Linked DNA regions of Mus musculus: all the other regions are linked to region 1. Evidence: chromatin contacts called from public promoter capture Hi-C data. All regions are on one chromosome and are shown on one strand. Each heading gives the region's core, a stretch centred on a gene start, on an enhancer-like site or on the middle of the called end of the contact. The rest is flanking DNA. Distances are from core to core; before and after follow the strand shown. Region 1 holds the start of Galnt15 (polypeptide N-acetylgalactosaminyltransferase 15). Region 2 holds the start of Capn7 (calpain 7). Region 3 holds the start of Sh3bp5 (SH3-domain binding protein 5 (BTK-associated)).

Evidence for each region. Promoter capture Hi-C pulls out the DNA fragments that hold promoters and counts their contacts.
Region 2: a promoter capture Hi-C map of the 3T3-L1 cell line shows a contact between it and region 1, with 2.6 times the contacts expected there. The contact joins the promoter of Capn7 here to the promoter of Galnt15 in region 1. A contact is called at or near these places in 9 of 39 promoter capture datasets (the 3T3-L1 cell line, HPC-7-derived erythroid cells, embryonic stem cells and 4 more) and 1 of 115 datasets of contacts at active chromatin or transcription factors (pancreatic cancer cells).
Region 3: a promoter capture Hi-C map of liver shows a contact between it and region 1, with 3 times the contacts expected there. The contact joins the promoter of Sh3bp5 here to the promoter of Galnt15 in region 1.

Annotation. Positions count from the first base shown.
Region 1 is chr14:32,027,627-32,030,689 of GRCm38.p6, forward strand. It overlaps Galnt15 (polypeptide N-acetylgalactosaminyltransferase 15), which reads left to right and starts at 1,477. Exons shown (of 10, transcript NM_030166.3): 1 at 1,477-2,405. The coding sequence starts at 1,867.
Region 2 is chr14:31,335,044-31,338,106 of GRCm38.p6, forward strand. It overlaps Capn7 (calpain 7), which reads left to right and starts at 1,595. Exons shown (of 21, transcript NM_009796.3): 1 at 1,595-1,940. The coding sequence starts at 1,839.
Region 3 is chr14:31,434,587-31,437,649 of GRCm38.p6, forward strand. It overlaps Sh3bp5 (SH3-domain binding protein 5 (BTK-associated)), which reads right to left and starts at 1,514. Exons shown (of 9, transcript NM_011894.3): 1 at 1,225-1,514. The coding sequence starts at 1,371. It overlaps Gm35907 (a long non-coding RNA gene), which reads left to right and starts at 648. Exons shown (of 4, transcript XR_383329.4): 1 at 648-732.

The DNA of each region.
Region 1 (3,063 bases), core at 227-2,726:
GGTTGTGCAGAGCTCGGGGTCACAGCTTTCATGAGCTATCACCCATGGTGGGCCGCTTTGCAATGATGCAGCTGCTTTTCTGCACCACCCCTCTTCCTGTAACCCCTGACCCATACTCCTGTTAGTAACCCCAATTAAAACTCATGACCCACCAAACGACTTTGGTGCAGTCATTACTTTGGTCTGCTGTGGGATTCTTTTCTGGGGACGTGTGTCCGTCACACAACCATGTTCCATCTCCGTTTTCCTTCACTCCCATTGCTCCATGCTCCCTCCCATTGCGCTGCCTCTGACTGCTCTTCACCTCCCGTCATGCCCGCTGCCCTGTGCCATCTCTCATTGTGCCCCATTTCCCATTATGCTCCATCTCCCAGCATGCCTTACTTCTCAGTAATCCACCGCCCACCATGCTCTGCCTCCTGTCATGTCTCCTTTTGCCTCTGCTCCAACCATGCCCTCCTTATCTCCCTTCCTTTGTGCTTCCTCACCTATAGTGGCTCCATCACAGTGCGATTGGCCTGCTATGCTCTGGCCCGCTGTTCCCTATACCAGACCCACTCCTTTCAGAGCCTCGCCTTTGTTACTCCTTCTGTGACTCTCCCCATTACACAGATGCTGGTTCTTCTAGGAAACACACAGTGCCACTTCAGATTGATTTTTAACCTCCAGCCCATATTCCCCAGCTCCCATCTCTGCCTCGTCCCCGCCCCCCGCCCCCTGCCCCTCCCCCTTGGCCCTTGACATAGTCTGACCTCCAGACACTAACAGACCATCTCTCCATCTCCCTCACTGTCATGTAAGCACCCGGAGGTCCCAGTTTGACTTCATTCTCTGTTATACTCCTGGCCCAGGGAACAGTTGGGGGCATATGGCCGGCAGCTGCTCATTATGTGTGTACAAGCTAAATGGAGTTTGAAGACTGAAAGAGCTTGAAGTATGCCTGTCCTCCATCAGCCTCCAGGTGCTTCTGAGGAAGCCAGGTAGCCAGACTTACAAGGGCTCCCTCTGCTCCTCACTTTTAGAAAGGAAAGGCTAGTGGGGCCCCAGGAAGGAGCCAGGCAGATTGCCTTGGGAGATTGAAGGTGCTGACAGGCAGCTGGCTCCTGGCATCTGCGTCACCTTGGCAGCCTGTCCAAACCAGAAGGGAATTCTCCTTCCTGCTCTTCTGGGTGGGGAGAGGATGCCTCCCTATGAATGGTGCTCAAGTCTGAACTCCTGGGAGGTTGCTGTTTTGGATCGGCTCTTGGGGTGACGCTGTGTGGCTGTGCAAAGCCTGGGAACACGGGGGCATTAGGACCAGGAGCGAGACGCACACTTGGCTCCCTGTCCTATCTGGCAGAGGGTTCCTGCAGAGCTGGAGGTATGTGTGAAAGGAAACCCCGACCGTGCCTGCCGGCTTTACATCTGTTGCTCTGACCTGACTCAAGGCATCCCAAGGAGGATGTCTGTCATCTTGGCTTGACTGAATCCCCCAGCAACTCGCCCCAGACAGCTTGTAGAACCTGACCACTCATGCAGAGGGGGAAAGAACATGGGCTAATCACCAGAGCAGGATGGACAAGAGCAGGGTGAGAGAGGAGCCAACAACCGGAGACCCTTCTCAGAAGACAGCTAACACTCAGAGAGGACCCAGGAGCCCAGGCTCTGGTGGCTTTCTGATTCTAGAGGGCAGTGGGTCTTATAAATGCTACGTTAGCATATAGACGTTAGCAAACGTCTGGTGGGATAAGAGGTGCAGGTGGATGGCAAAAAGCCTTTTAGCTGGAATGAACAGCCCAGGTTCAGTTTCGAGCTTGAAGGTACCTGGATAGCAAGGAGGAAGCAAACTTGATCAGGACCTGTTGCTTCGTGGCGAGTGGCTGCGACATGCTCCCGAGGAAGCGACCCAGGAGTGGACGTTCCAGGCTTCAGTTCCTCCTACTCTTCCTGACTCTGGGATGTGTCCTGATGATGGTGATCCTGCTGCATCCTCCCCCGCCCACCCTGCACCAGGCTGTCACAGCTCAGGCCAGCAAACACAGCCCTGACACGGGGTACCGCCTGGACTTTGGAGACTCTCAGGAGTGGGTCCTGGAGGCTGAGACTGAAGGTGATGAGTACAGTCTCTTGGATGGCCTGCCATCCTTCATCTCCCTGCAGGAGGATCAACTGCTGGTGGCCGTGGCCTCACCCAGAGCTAGGAGGAGTCAGAGCCAGGGCAGGAGACAGGGCAGCTACCAGTTCATCAAACACAGGAGCAGGAGATGGGATGAGGAAGCCCTGGAAAAGGACTGGAGGACCGAAGAGGATGGGGAGGAATCAGAAGAGGTGCTGACCCCACTTGGCCCGGACTCAGATGGCCTCAACAAGCCACTCAGTGCCCGCCTGCCCCTGAGGAGAGTCCTGCCCGAGGTGCGACACCCACTGTAAGTAAGGGCCCTGCCATCTCTTCTCCAGTCTAAGCGTGTGACTCAGTGGTAGTAAAGTCCCAGGTGCCAACTCTGCAGTCTGCCTCTCCCATCCTTAGGACAGTGCTCCCTTAGGACAGTGCTCCTTAAGATGTGGGCCCTGGGGCCAGATATCAGCCTGGCTGATGAAGTGCCTGAATTGGAGATCCTCAAATCCTGTCTCAGACCTGCTCAGTCAGAAGCCCCAGAGTCACTGATGAGCTACTAACAAGTCCCGAGGGAGGGACGATCTCATTCGTTCATTCTCTTCCCAGGCCTGCCTTTAGTCCCCCTAGGTCACACAGTGAGATGGGAGCAGAAGCTTCGAGGAACCTTCCATCTCTCTCTCATGCTGACTCCAGGGCAGTCTTCACGTTGGGTTACTATTAGTGTTTACCTTTATCTGGGGTCAAAGAAGCAGATGCAAGAATTGCAAGAAATGTCTACGTACTTCTTGCCCTGTGCCTGGTTTTAATCTAAGAGCTTTCCCTGTGAGACCCATAAGGCCCTAGAAAAGTCCACTTGCACTGTACGAATGTTAGCCTCACGCCTGGTTTGTACAGTTGAAAGTAAGGCACAGAGAGGCCCTGCAGCTTGCTCACTGCAGCTAGTAAGTGTCAAAGGAGAAATTTGAATT
Region 2 (3,063 bases), core at 345-2,844, 690 kb before region 1:
TAGCCGTAAAAGTACTTCCTGCCTTTTAGTTAGATTCATGAACATACTTTTGGAGCTTCATGAAACTTGGGAAATTTGGCAGGTAAGGACCCAGCATGTGTGAGTATAAGCAAATACTTTTCAATTGGTGAACAAACAAACAAATGTGTAACTACCCATCTGCAAGATCATTTGTCTGTCTCATGATTCATTTGTGAGGGGCCATCCAAGACTAAACACTAAGAGCTTCTCTAGGGGATGGTGACATGGAACAAAAGCCCCTTCAGGGGATTGGTATGAAGAAAATCTTATTGCTAAGGCTTGAGATTGTAAGAATGGAGGAAGGGGACGACAGACATTCATAGCTGGCACAAGCAAGGTGGAGGGTCGAGACACACATGATGCTCAGGGATGCTGACCACAGCCTCTTTAGCTGTACACTGACCAGTTTCAGTAGTAACATCCACCCCATTGTGACCTTGATAATGAATATCCTGAACCACCAGCATGAGCATCACTAAGGAGTCTTTCTTGAGCTTGAAGACAGCTGATACCACTCTAGACTGGATCACAATCAATTCAACTCCTTTTCTCTCTCTCCCTGAGACAGGTTTTCTCTGTGTGGCCACACTACTATCCTGTAATGAGCTCTGAAGACCAGGCTGGCCAAGCACTCAGAGATTTGCTTCTTCTGCCTCTGGAGTGGTGGGATTAAAAGCGAGCACCACAGCCAGGCTCACAATCAACTCTTAGCAATATCTCCAGCTGATTTGTGTTCATGTTTGCACGGAGAGTGCTCCACTACAACAGACATATGCCTCCTGGGGTCGTTCAGGGTTTTTGCTGTGTAGATCATGCTGGCCCAGTCCTCTTACCACAGCCTCCAGACTGCTGGCTTACAGGAATGTGTCACCATATGCTGCGTTAATGTTTCTTATGTGTGGGATCATACAGTGTATAATTTTGTCAAGACTTGCTACTTTGACACAGCATGGATTTTGAATCTCATCCAAGTTCTGGCACTTGCCATTAGTTAATTTTCATCACTGCTGAATTCAAACTTTTAAGGGGATAAAAGAAAGCAACCACACTACCATTTACTATGTAATTACAACCTTCAACTTGCCCTAAGATACAAGTCAAAAATACATCATCTGGTTTGTAGACAATTCAAACAATACACTTCGGTGTGCCTTGGGGAGCCGTAGAAGGTCATACTTTAGTTTGTCAAATGAACATTACCAGAGCATCTCAAAAGCACCTCCTAGCCTCATTTCATATCTTTATTTCTAATTAAACCAGTTGGCAATACGAGGTGCTACTGATTGTTTCTTTCCGCCTACCCTTCTCACTTAGCGGACCAAGGGCTCCATAACGCGCATGCTCCTTTCAAGCCATCCCCTGATTCTCTCCAACAACCTCCTGGGCACTGGCACCTTCTTTCTAGCAGGCGGAAGCGGAGCCCTCAGCTTCGCCCTGGCACCTGCTTCCTCTTGTCCAATCCCACTGGACATTGTTCTGGCCCCGCCCACCTACGATCGCCTTGAGCCCCGCCTGCTTCGGCGGGAGCGCTCCCCCTCCCGGCCGGGGTCGACTGCGCCTGCGCAATGCGGCTGATGGGCGGAGCAAGGACGCGAGGGGTGGGGGCGGCCGCGAGGGCTCCGAGCCCGGGCTGCTCGGAGCTCGCAGTCCTCCGGGCGGGTCTGAGGTAGTGGGGCTCCGTCATCTCTTCCGCCGCCCTCGAAAGTAAACTTTGCCACTCCACCCGCGGGGTCCCCAGTTCTCGCCGCAGTGCCTCCGGGCGTCGGGGTTCCGCGTCAGGGCCTGTCTGCCTCCCCCGGCGTGGGGCCTTGGGCGCCATGGACGCGTCGGCGCTGGAGCGGGACGCCGTGCAGTTCGCGCGGCTGGCAGTGCAGCGCGACCACGAAGGCCGCTACTCTGAGGCGGTGTTTTACTACAAGGTGAGGACAAGCACTCGGCTCCGGCCGCGTCACCCGATCGAGTGTTGGCGGAACCCAAGGCGGAGGGGCGGGGTCCTGCTGGGGCTGTCCGGCTTGTCAGGCCGCAGATGCCCGCCGCTTTGCTGCTTGTGGCGGCCGAGGTGGGATGGGGAGTGAACACCCTGTTCGCTGTCTGTTGGCCTTGATGCAACCCTTGATGTGAGGCCAACCTTGGGTAATCCGTCAGAATATGCTAATAGTGCACGTTCCAGGTAGAAAGAAAAAGTAAATTAGGAAAAAAATTCATCGTACTCTAGCATTCGATGTATGTCTCCATGATTGTTTTTCTGAGTGTATGTGTGTATACACGCCTTCTTACCCCCAAACTTGAATCATATCGTTTGTACTATTTTGACATCTCACTTCTGCATTGTACCTAGATAACCTTTGGTTGCTTGCATGTGCTACGTTTACAGCATGTTCTGTATTTGGTTGTGGCTTTCCAGCATTGAAGTAGTGCAGTTAAAATCCTTAGAGCTTTTTTTTAAAAAAAATGTGATACTTGTTTTGGATGATGGGGAGCACAGTTGCTTGTCAAAGGGTATGCACTTCCGCAGTTCATCCTGTGTTCTCCAGTCCTGAAGGTTTGCAAACACACCCCTCCAGTTGTATCGTCATGATATGGGCATCTTTTCCTTGATTATACGGAAGTAGTAAAAATTTCCCCCTTATGCTTACGTGTTATCAGTAAAGCGTGGTTTGCTTTCTGCTAATATTTTACTATTTTTATTTTAAAACCTACCTTATATTTAGACACTTTTGTTTTAGGATCATTCGTTTTAAGTTTCTTAATTTTGATTTTACAATCCTACCTCCCTACCACACCCGAGTGTGTGTGTATGTGTGTGTGTGTATCTGTCTGTGTTGTGTCTGTGTCGGTGTCTCCCTGCCCTGTCGCCCTCGTTCTCGGGGTTCTTGCTATATAGTGGAAGCTATTTTTAAATTTGTCTTCCCCTTACCTTAGCCTTCCCATTGCTGAGATTTACAGGAATGTGCCACCATGCCTGACTACCAGGTGATAGTTCTTTAAAAGAAAATTCTGCTGTAGTTTTGTGAAACAACTTCAGCAAATTCTAAGTCAGCA
Region 3 (3,063 bases), core at 264-2,763, 590 kb before region 1:
TTTTTCTAACTGCGAACTATTTGCCCTGCCTAACTGGGGTGTTGGTTAACTGACTGTAACCCTACCTCTTTTAAACATTTGCAGTCTGACATTTTGTAAGTAGCCAACATGAGTTAACTCATCCTCGTTCAGCTCATCTTTGCTCTGTGAACAAAGGTCTTGCTAACAAAATTCCACACCAAATCCACAAGATTCTGTAATCCAAGCCCAGGGCCCGAATTAACAGAATAACCAATGAGGAGGTTTTCTTACTGATCTTTAGTGTATTGACTTGACAAAATAATTAATTTAAGCCAAACTGATGAATTTAAAGCAGGCTCTTTTTTTTTCTTTATCTGTGCACTTAAAACCAATTATGGATCCAGAAATTGCAAAGTATGTTTAATAGCTATTTTTTAAAAAATGATTTATGGAAAGGGTACAAAACGGGTCATGAAAAGGAATTTGCTTTGTGCTTAGGAAGGTGAAGAGGTTAAGCTGTCACTCCTGGAAATTGTTTTTTAACTCTCTCTCCTGGAAATGGAGGCACAGAAAGCCAGGCATTCTCTGCTTTCCCTGCCTCCACGCGTCGGCTTTGCGCAGCAGCTGTCCCTGGTGGACGTTCACACTGACCTCACAAGGAAAAGGAGGGTTTTAAACAGTCTCAGGCCAAGTGCAACACAGTGCCAACGGTGGCAACGGCAACGACGCCCACCATGTGTTGACAATGAAGAGGACGGCAGCCCAGGCCAGGTGAGGGCTCACGAGGCACCCCACACCGGTGCAGCCCACACTACAGGGGCAAGCGACAGCCACCTTGCCCTGCTCGCCCACCACGATGTCTGCATCCACGCAGGTGGGATAACGCTGCGCTGCAGCCCCGAGGCTGTGCAGTGCTCCAAGCGTGGCGCTGAGGTACCCCGACTCCGCTCGGGGCCCCCGCCCCCTTTTTCCTTTGTTGCAATCCGCCTGAACAGCTGGTCGTGTAGTAGGGACCCTCGGGTTGGGCCGAGGGTCTGCAGGGATCCCCGCAATAATCAGGCCGCGTTCACGCGGGCACCGAAGCCTTCCGCAGGGAGACCGTGAAATGGGGTGTTCCAACCCTTGGTGAAGATCCTGAATTTAGGCAGCCCCCACCCCGCGACCGCGAACACGCGAGGCTGTAAGGCATGTGTCTGCGTTAGATGCCGACTTCCACGGTAGCCCTGGTGGGGTGCGGCTGTGGGCTCCTGTCACGCGTCCTACCTGGATCCGGGGGTCCACCTCTTCCTCCTCCTCCTCCAGGCCCTGTTCCATCCTCTCTTCCTCCTCCTCTTTCTCCTCCACCTCCCGGGCAGGCGGCGGGAGCTCCGCCGGCTCGTCAGAGCGGCTCCGTTTCAGCGCCGTGTCCATGCGGGCAGCCGAACGCGCCGCAGCCGGGTCGCAAAGCGCACGGTGGGATCCGGACGCACCGAGGGCCACCTCGCCGCAGCCGGGTAGGTCTGAGCGCGCAGCGCTGCCACCCCGGGTGCTCCGCCGGCGAGTGCGGAGTGGCAGAGGAAGTGGGCGCGGCTGCCCCCTGTCTGCAGCGGCCCGCAGTACACCGCACCCACTTTGCCCAGGCCGCCGTGATAGCCTGTGTCACCCGACACTCTGTCACAAAAAGCCCAGTGCACTGGAGTCCCGGCCATGGCCACTAGGAGAGGTGCCGCCCAGTGGCTCACCAGCCCGAGCGTGGGCCGCCTTAAGGTAGTTTCCTCCTGCCTCCAGTGAAGCAGATCAAGGCACAGAAGGAAAGTTCGGGTGATTTCCATTCTTCAAAGCTACCTTTGTGTCTATTTGGAGTCACAGAAAAGGGAACTCTACCCTAATCTTGTCTGTACAGCAGACAGAGGATGGCTAGCCAGGTCCAGCCACCGAGTGGACATCATAGCCTGGAGTCTGCTGGGCAAAGCTCGGCAAGCGAAGGCATGAGCTCTTAGGGCTTTCCTGGATATTCTGAATGCACGAAGAGCCCATGGAGCTGGGGGGGGCGGGGGGGGAAATCTATGGATCGGGCGGCTTTTTAAAGAGATTGCCCTGCTTGCTCGTGGCAAAGCTTGCCCAGTGTAGGAACTATGTGGTTCTGCCCAACATCACCAAGCTAGAGCTTGCCTAGCCAACTGGGCATCACAAAAGGGCTAACAGTGGACAGGTTTCTCTGAACGTTTACAGGTGCTAGGGCCACTGTGAGGTCAGGGACTACCTGGTCAGATGCCCTGAGCAAAGTGGATACTTTGTAGAGGGAGTTTGGAGGACAGCTTTGCTTGAGAGAGTTGTTCTCGGAGCCTGTGATCCTGCCTTTTCCCCCACCTCAGAAGCAAAGCAAAGGGGTATCTGTCCTCTTTCTCAACTGGTCAGTCTTCTTCAAAGCCAGTACCAGAGAATCTCACGTGTACCACAGGCCTCCCGTGCTTCAATCTCCCCTCTGGAAAAGCCTGACCCTGTGTTCCCTTCCAACAGTTTCCCGTATTAGGTCTGTCTACTGACTTCCCACTCACTCATTTTGTTTGTTTGAAACAACCTCGGCCCAGGCTGGTGTCAAGCTCTTATCAGCTCAGACTGGCCTCGACCTTCTGATTTTCCAAAGGTAGACTCCCATGTGCTGCATTTTTAATCAGGCACTCCTCCTGTAGAGCTCACTATACAGCTAACACTGTATATATAGTCACACTGCCTCTGGTTCTGAAGCACTGAGATTATAGACACACACACCACCATTTTGGCTTCCTTGGTGGGATGGGGAGGAGACAGAGTTTTCTGTGTAGCCCTGGCTGTCCTAGAACTTGCTCTGTAGACCAGGCTAGCCTGGAGCTTAGAGATCCACCTGGCTGTCTCTAGTGTTGGGATTAAATGCATGTGTCACCACTGCCCGGCTGGTGCACACACACACACCCATCCCCGATGCTGCCACCAAGGTGTACCACACGCACAGAGTGACAAACCCTTTATATTACAAGTTCTCAGACATACAGGAGTAACTCCACCAGGCAGCAGGAAACAGTTTGCTAACTACTCCAAAGGAAGGACCGTTGTTGGGGAGGGTGGCTATGTCAAAATACCACA